Linked DNA regions of Danio rerio: region 1 is linked to region 2. The links are chromatin contacts, called in public HiCAR-type maps. All regions are on one chromosome and are shown on one strand. Each heading gives the region's core, a stretch centred on a gene start, on an enhancer-like site or on the middle of the called end of the contact. The rest is flanking DNA. Distances are from core to core; before and after follow the strand shown. Region 1 holds the start of cep170ba (centrosomal protein 170Ba). Region 2 holds the start of siva1 (SIVA1, apoptosis-inducing factor).

Evidence for each region. HiCAR-type assays count read pairs that join an accessible place to other places.
Region 1: a contact with region 2 is called in a HiCAR-type map of caudal fin, with 5 times the contacts expected there. The contact joins the promoter of cep170ba here to the promoter of siva1 in region 2. A contact is called at or near these places in 3 of 18 Hi-C or Micro-C datasets (caudal fin, hematopoietic stem cells and an unstated tissue) and 1 of 4 datasets of contacts at active chromatin or transcription factors (caudal fin).

Annotation. Positions count from the first base shown.
Region 1 is chr17:2,681,177-2,685,090 of GRCz12tu, forward strand. It overlaps cep170ba (centrosomal protein 170Ba), which reads left to right and starts at 1,383. Exons shown (of 19, transcript XM_073927994.1): 1 at 1,383-1,614; 2 at 3,801-3,914. trnag-ucc (transfer RNA glycine (anticodon UCC)) reads right to left here and starts at 782; the gene lies at 711-782.
Region 2 is chr17:2,494,666-2,498,465 of GRCz12tu, forward strand. It overlaps siva1 (SIVA1, apoptosis-inducing factor), which reads left to right and starts at 1,403. Exons shown (of 4, transcript NM_001327928.1): 1 at 1,403-1,673. The coding sequence starts at 1,553. The region is part of intron 1 of LOC141378500 (a long non-coding RNA gene); the gene reads left to right.

The sequences.
Region 1 (3,914 bases), core at 133-2,632, 190 kb after region 2:
TGCTGAAAAATCCAGCTTAAACCAGTCTAAGCTGGTTGGCTGGTTTTAGCTGGTCAACCAGGCTTGTTTTAGAGGGGTTTTGGCCACTTCCAGGCTGGTTTCCAGCCATTTCCAGCCTGGTCTTAGCTGGTCAGGCTGGGAGATGACCAGCTAAAACCAGCTTGACCAGCCTAGCCAAGCTGGGAGTCCAGCCAAAACCAGCTATATCCAGCTTAAACCAGGCTGATCAAGCTGGTTTTAGCTGGATTTGACAGGTCATTTTCCAGCCTGACCAGCTAAGACCAGGCTGGAAATGGCTGGAAACCAACCTGGAAGTGGCCAAAACCCCTCTAAAACCAGCCTAGTCGACCAGCTAAAACCAGCCAACCAGCCTAGGCTGGTTTAAGCTGGATTTTTCAGCAGGGTAATCTTAGAATTAATTTTATATCATGGAATTGCAACTTTATTTCTCTGAATTGTCAAATATACAGTCAGAAATCTCAGAATTATGACTTTTTATGTCAGAATTCAGACTTTGTAATTCAGATTTGTGGGTTATCTTTCAATTCTGAGGGGGAAAAGTCCGAATTATGAATACGTATCATGCAAATCTGAGATAATAACCTTTTTGTGTGGTCGGGAACGGGTTCCCATTCAATTCGCTGTGCACACGGGTCATCTTAACATAAGTACCGCACGGCAGTCTGAGTTTACAGCAGCTAAAGGAATGTTGCGTTGGCCGGGAATCGAACCCGGGTCAACTGCTTGGAAGGCAGCTATGCTCACCACTATACCACCAACGCTGACGAGCGATACCGACTAAAGTGAAACCAGGAACGCGCCCTGTTCTGTGTATTTCAGGCAACTTTAACACAGTATGGGAAAAAGTAACAGTACAACAACATTGTATTTAGACTCTATTTTGATCGCACATTCTGCACGCAACATTTAACGGGAGATGCGGAATATCACGTGGTTTCATCATCCGCGGCCGTGTCCTGCAGTTTAATGTAAATCACTGTATATATGTACCCTTTTCCTATTACAAAAGTTGTGTTTCTCTTTTCATGAATCGTATTATTGTACAATAAGACATCCTTAAGTTTGCAGTCTTTAAGTTTTTCAGTTTAAAGGATAAATGACAGGTTTAAATGGAGGACTGTTATTTATGTCTAATGATGGAAATATTGATTACAAATAAATTATCTATAAGATAAATATTAAATATTCATAAATAATTGTTGCAAGCTCTTTTTTGGTAGATATGTTTTGTTTAATGTTTATTTTCGGGTCATAATAATAAAGAGGTGTGGATCTAGTTTTTCCGGCTGTAGTTTCAGGTGGAGGCGCTGCGGCGGCTGCAAAGCTGCTGTGACGTCACTATCTCCCTCTCTCTCTCCGCCACCGACCTGACAAACTCTCTCTGACAGACAGATCGACCGACCGTATGTCCGTCGCTGGAAAAGCGGATAAAAGTCTTCATTTACCGGGAACAGCAGCAGCTCCACGAGTCCGGTCGTCTGACGCCCTGAAAGCCGTGTTCTGCTGGACTGGAGCAGCTCGGATGTTTGGGAATGTCGGGAATTAAAACTTCCTGTTGAGCTTTGACGTTAGCCGCCCGGAGCTGCAGTGAAGGTGTGTGAGAGTCGCTTCACCTGGAAAAACACACTCTTACATCAATGTAATCGAATTTTTAACGTTCAAACCGATTTGTTTGTAATGTATGTGTGTTATTGGTTTGAAATTTAACGTTAATCGTGTTCTCTGTTGAACTGTAGGGTTTATTATTATCGATGAATGTCGATTAACAGGTTTGTTTGGGCTATTAAATGCTAATTAGGTTTAATTCAGTGTCTTGGTCTGCCAGAGTTTGATTTACACCTGTAGTGATTCGGGATTTCAGTCTTCACAGGTGGATTTTGGTCAATAGCTGAGGTTTTTTGGAGGTCAGGAAGGGTTTAAAAATGTCTAGACTTGAACTTTGTACGGATCAATTTAATTTAAAGATTGAGGTAAAGTTGGTTTTATATTAGCCCATTCGTTCACATGCTCCCTATATTGTTTACCATAGTATTTTTAAATATATTCAAAACTACATTAGCACTATTTGTTTGACAGTAAACAATGTTGTACTTTGATAGTCATTGTCTGATAATATGATTTCTCTATTTAGAATTTGCAAATAAAAACTTTTAATTTATATTATTAATAAGAAGAATGTCTGAATGTGCTAATATAAAACCCAACCATACCTAATTTAAAGATGTCAAAGTCCTAAAGGACATCTTCCATGTCTGACTAATATATAACAGCATAATTTCTTGTTAACATGTTGATTATATACTGTAAAAATATCCTAAATTAGCAGTTTTCCATATTTTGTGATTCATGTTTTTATTTTTCCCTGTTAATTTCTGCTTTTGAATGGCATTACGTGACTTTGATCTTTCTTCCATCGACTTTTCAATGTTAAAACATGTGAAAATGAGACTTTTGTGCTCATTTGTAATAGTTTCCAGTGATCTATTGTCTGGGTTGTTGTTAAATGTTAGTTTGTTCGTTTATATAGCACATTTTTTACAACACAACGTTGCCCAAAGTGCTGAACACAATCAATACTAAATAAAATAAAACCTACATAACAATTAAAACATAAGGCAAACCCCTCAACATTAACAAGGCTCAAATGCTTAAGAACAAAGATGGAGTTTCAGACGCTTTTTAAAAACGGATAGAGTTGGAGCATGTCTGATGTGGGGTGGTCAGTTCCAGAGTTTTGGGCCGATAACAGCAAAAGCCCGATTCCCCACTTTGCTTACACCGAGACCCTGATACCGAAAGAATAAACTGATCAGAAGACCTTAGTGACTTGCCAGGATTATATACATGTCTGATAAGTATAAAGTATACAAAATAATTTTGATTATGGTTGAGCGATGTCGACCAATTTGGCATCGCAAGATGTCTAATGTGAAACATTGCGATAGACGATGACATGGTCATCATAGGCGGAGTTGAATTAATTATTTATAAATAATGAATTAATTCATAACGAATTAATTATTTGTAGCCTACCGTTTCAACTACCTGACCCGCATGGTTTTTGTTTTACCCATAAACTAATCATAAATAAATAAAGATAAGTTGCACACAAATTACCACCTGTCAATCACTTTTTCCGCGGGAGGTTGGTCGGTAAACAAGTTGCACAACCAACAGTGTCTGAGGTTTTCTCTTAAATTACTTAGTACAATTGTGAAAGTGAAAGACAGTGCAGGGTACTGATGCTGTGACACGTTACCTGATAGATTCAAAAGACCGAAGAGTCATTAAAAAGAGACAGGATTAATTAAATATCATGTTTAACAACATGAGTGTGTGTGTGTGTGTGTGGTCACATGGTTGTCGTTTTCAGTAGACGGAGGGCTGTTCAGAAATGCTAGGTAAAACATGGATCATTTTAATTCTAAAATGCCATTTTAACACTAAGACATATTAAACGGGGCTCAAGTGTGTATTTTTCACGAGCGGGTTTGCGACCGGGTCGGAGGATCGGCAATGCTGGCTCAGCATCTTGTTGTCTATTGGCCATCGGTGATGGACGATGACATCATCTATCGGTCCAACCCTAGTTTTAATAGTAACTCACTTGATAAATTGACGTATAAAAGAGCACAAATTGTACATCTATCATACAAATATGAGATCACGCAATGTATAACTTCTAGGAATCTTTTAAATGGCTTTTGATGTATAACGTTGCTGATCAATAAGGTGTGTGTGTGTATTTTGAGCTGATTTTCCTGCTGTTTCTCCTGCAGAATGTGTGTGTGTTTGTGAGGATCTGACTGAGGATGAGCGTGACGTCGTGGTTTCTGGTGAGCAGCTCTGGCACGCGCCACCGTTTGCCCCGAGAGATGATCTTTGTGGGTAGA
Region 2 (3,800 bases), core at 153-2,652:
ATGCAAACTCCACATAGAAACGCCAACTGATGCAGCTTGGACTCAAACCAGCGACCTTCTTGCTGTGAGGGGACAGCGCTAACCACTAAGCCACCACAATATTATTAATAATAAAATGGGGCATCACAGTGGCGCAGTAGGTAGCACGATCGCCTCAGGAGGTCGCTGGTTCGAGCCCCGGCTGGGTCAGTTGGCGTTTCTATTTCATAAGAATTTAATCTTTATTTTAACTATTATTGTCAGGGGCAGATTTAATCAATACGCAGAGTTAGCAGCCGCTTAGGGCCCTGGGATATTTGAAAGGCCCCAAATAATACCTAGATGTATGAATTATACCAATAAATTGTATATAACATAACATATTTTATTTTAACAAATAATTTTGTTACAACTGTGCAAATGCGTCCCCCACATCCAATGATGGAGCCTTCCAGCAGTTAAATCAGATGAAAATTCAGTTTATTGATGATTTTTAGTTGTTATTTTTTACTTTAATATAGAAAAGACTGAGTGATATAAAAAGAGCTAAATAAATAAACAACACAAAAGAAAACATACCAAAGGGTGCATATCCCATAAGGCCCCCAACTCCAGTAGTATCTGGATGCAGCCTTGATGCATTTCTCAGTGATGCAACGCCAGTCACAACTCACTCAATGGAGCTAGTGTCGTCACTGTAAGGGATAGGGTAAGGGTTAGGTGAGCGCATTGATTATTTATACGTGTATCTCTTTTGTATAATTTTTCTTTGTCATACAAGGATGTTTTATTTGGTTTTTATCATGTTGATAAAGTTAAAGATAAATATTTTCTAATAAATCTGTTTATTTTACTAGCAAAATTTTTTATACATAAATGCAAATGTTTGTCTGTAAAGCCCCTTTTTCTTATTTTTTGTAAAGATTTGAAATATTATTTAAATACAATCTCTACCTCCAGCAATGTTAAAGCTTTAAAATCCGTAACACTATGTGAATCTTACAATATTCTCTCTTTTTTATAATAGATGACTGTAATGTATGTGATCTTGTAAACATCACTGTGACCTTGCTTTAAATTTAAAGTGCTTTTTGTCATTTATATTCCCCCTGGCATATTCTTTAGTTTGTCATTTTGTTTTGTTCTGTTTTCTACCCTTGTTGTTAAAGGTTTATACCTTTTCTGTATTTTTTTTTTTTTGTATTCTTGTTGAACGCTTTAATAAATAAAAAAAAAATAATAAATAAAAAAGGTGAGCGCATTGAAAAGCATTGGCTGCAACTCAGATTGCACTGCACAAATCACTAAATTCGCCAGATTGTTGTAAAATGTAAACAGCTGAGCATACAGCTCCGAGACGACTGCAGGTGCTGTGATTCCTCTTCTGGGCAGCAGGTGTCAGAAGCGCGTGCTCGTGTCTGCGCGCGGCTGAAGCAGACGAAGAAGAAGCGGAATCCTTAAAGCGCGAACTCGTGTTGTTTATCTCTCAGTTTGTTTCGCGGGTTTTCCGGTGTGTTTCTGCGTGTCCTCCGCCCCAGGTGCGTGTTCGTGTTTTATCTCAGGTGTTTTTAAGATGCCCAAGCGCTCGTACCCGTTCAGCGAGAGTTTCTCCTCGCAGTATAAAGTTCATGTGGGCCAGAAAGAGATGAGCAGCTGCGGCGTGTTCGGGCTCCGCTACCGACAGGAGATCTACGGTAAGACACACACACACACACTTTTACAGCACACACACACACACACACACACGTTCAGCACAAAGATGCACACTTGCTAGTTTTACGGTCAGAAACGCACACATTTAAAACACACACACCCACACATAGAGCACAACACTAACATACTCGCACACAGATATACAGCAGCTAACAGTTAGTTTTACGGTCAGAAACGCATATATTAGTGTAAAGTTGACGTTATATTAGCATATTCGCTGTTCGCTGTCACTTTAACAATGAGCAAATGTGCAAATATAACACACCGCCGCACAAACACACACTTGGCACAAAGGTACTTACGACACAATACACTTGTATACACTTTCAGCACAGACGCACACTTGCAACACAAACGCGCGCAATATACACACTTCCAGTGCACAGACACTTTGACACTGATATACAATGTACACACACATTCAACACCTGGGGTCCGTTCTTCGTACGTGGATTACTCAGTTAGCTGGATTTGGATATTGACGATTTGACATGATCCAGGATCGTTTCGTTCTTCAAAGCTGATCCGAGAGTTGTTGTCATGGCAACAGTTCTGCCACGTCAAACCTGATCGGGAGCAGGTTCAATTCATATAAACAGGATTAGATCGGCTCAGTTCAAGCAAAGATAATACAGTAAGTATGTTCCGAATTCTGATATTTTCTTACAGTAGTAGTTATATACACTTGGGAAAGTGGTACATATTTTTTAACTATATATATAAAGTTATAGTCATTAATAAAATAAATAAAGTTTTACATATTAATAAAACGTATGCAATCTGCACCCTCGAAATGAACAAAGACTGCCATCTGGTGGTGCAAAGAGAAAACAAATTGGTATGAACTTTTTAGATCGCTTAGTACAAATTGTGTATAATAGAAATGCACAATATGTGACTTTTTTTTTAAAGCAATAATACATTTATGCAGTCATAAACATGTTTTGATAGTTAATATGCCAGTGATTGATGCTTCACAAAAGTTGCAGACACCTTTACCAATATAAAAATGCTTTTGTAAACAACCAGTTATTCTTTACACCGATTAAAAAACGGCTACTATAATAAAGAAAATCTTTTCTAAATGTAGAACTAAATACATTGATTTGCATTGAAATGCATGATGAATACTCTTGTCTCGACACATGAAAGTGTAAAGCCTGCAGCTCACAACAAATGTGGAAGGTTATTGCGTGTCATATTAAACAAACCGTTTACTGCTAATTTGATGTAATTTTGCTCACATGGATAATTGAATATTAATCAGATGATGTCATTACGCTGCTGTGCCGTCAGCCAATCGTTGCATTGCTGATCATGATTTCGAGGATCGATAGATCTGTCCTTCACAACACACGCAGCGATCTCAGATCAGTTTATCCAGACATTCTAATCTGATTCGCGAACTTGTTTGAAGAACTAAATTAGCGAGAGATCAGTTATCAAGATTAAAAGATCCAGGATCTGCAAAATAATCTTAGATCATTTAAGCGAGGTACGAAGAACGGACCCCTGCTTTCTGAGCAGACACAAACACTTGGCACACATTCAATAGACACACACTTTCTGAACACACACCGATGCGCACTTGATACACAAACACTCTTTCAGCACAAACATTCACCAGACACTTTCTAAACACGGACACTTTCGACACACACCAATGCACACTTAATACACAAACGCATTCAACACAGATGCACACTTTCAGCACAAACACTTTCAAAACACACACACTTTCGACATGCGCCAAAACACACTTTCAGCACACACACAATTAACAGACACTTTCTAAACACAGACTCTTTCGACACACACCAATGCACACTTAATACACACATTAAACGCAGATGCACACTTTCAGCACACATTCTGAACACACACACACTTTCGACATACGCCAATGCACACTTTCAGCACACACACAATTAAGACACTTTCTAAACACAGACTCTTTCGACACACACCAATGCACACTTAATACACACATTAAACGCAGATGCACACTTTCAGCACACACATTCTGAACACACACACAAACACACACACACACACACACTTTCGACATGCGCCAATGCACACTTTCAGCACACACACAATTAACAGAC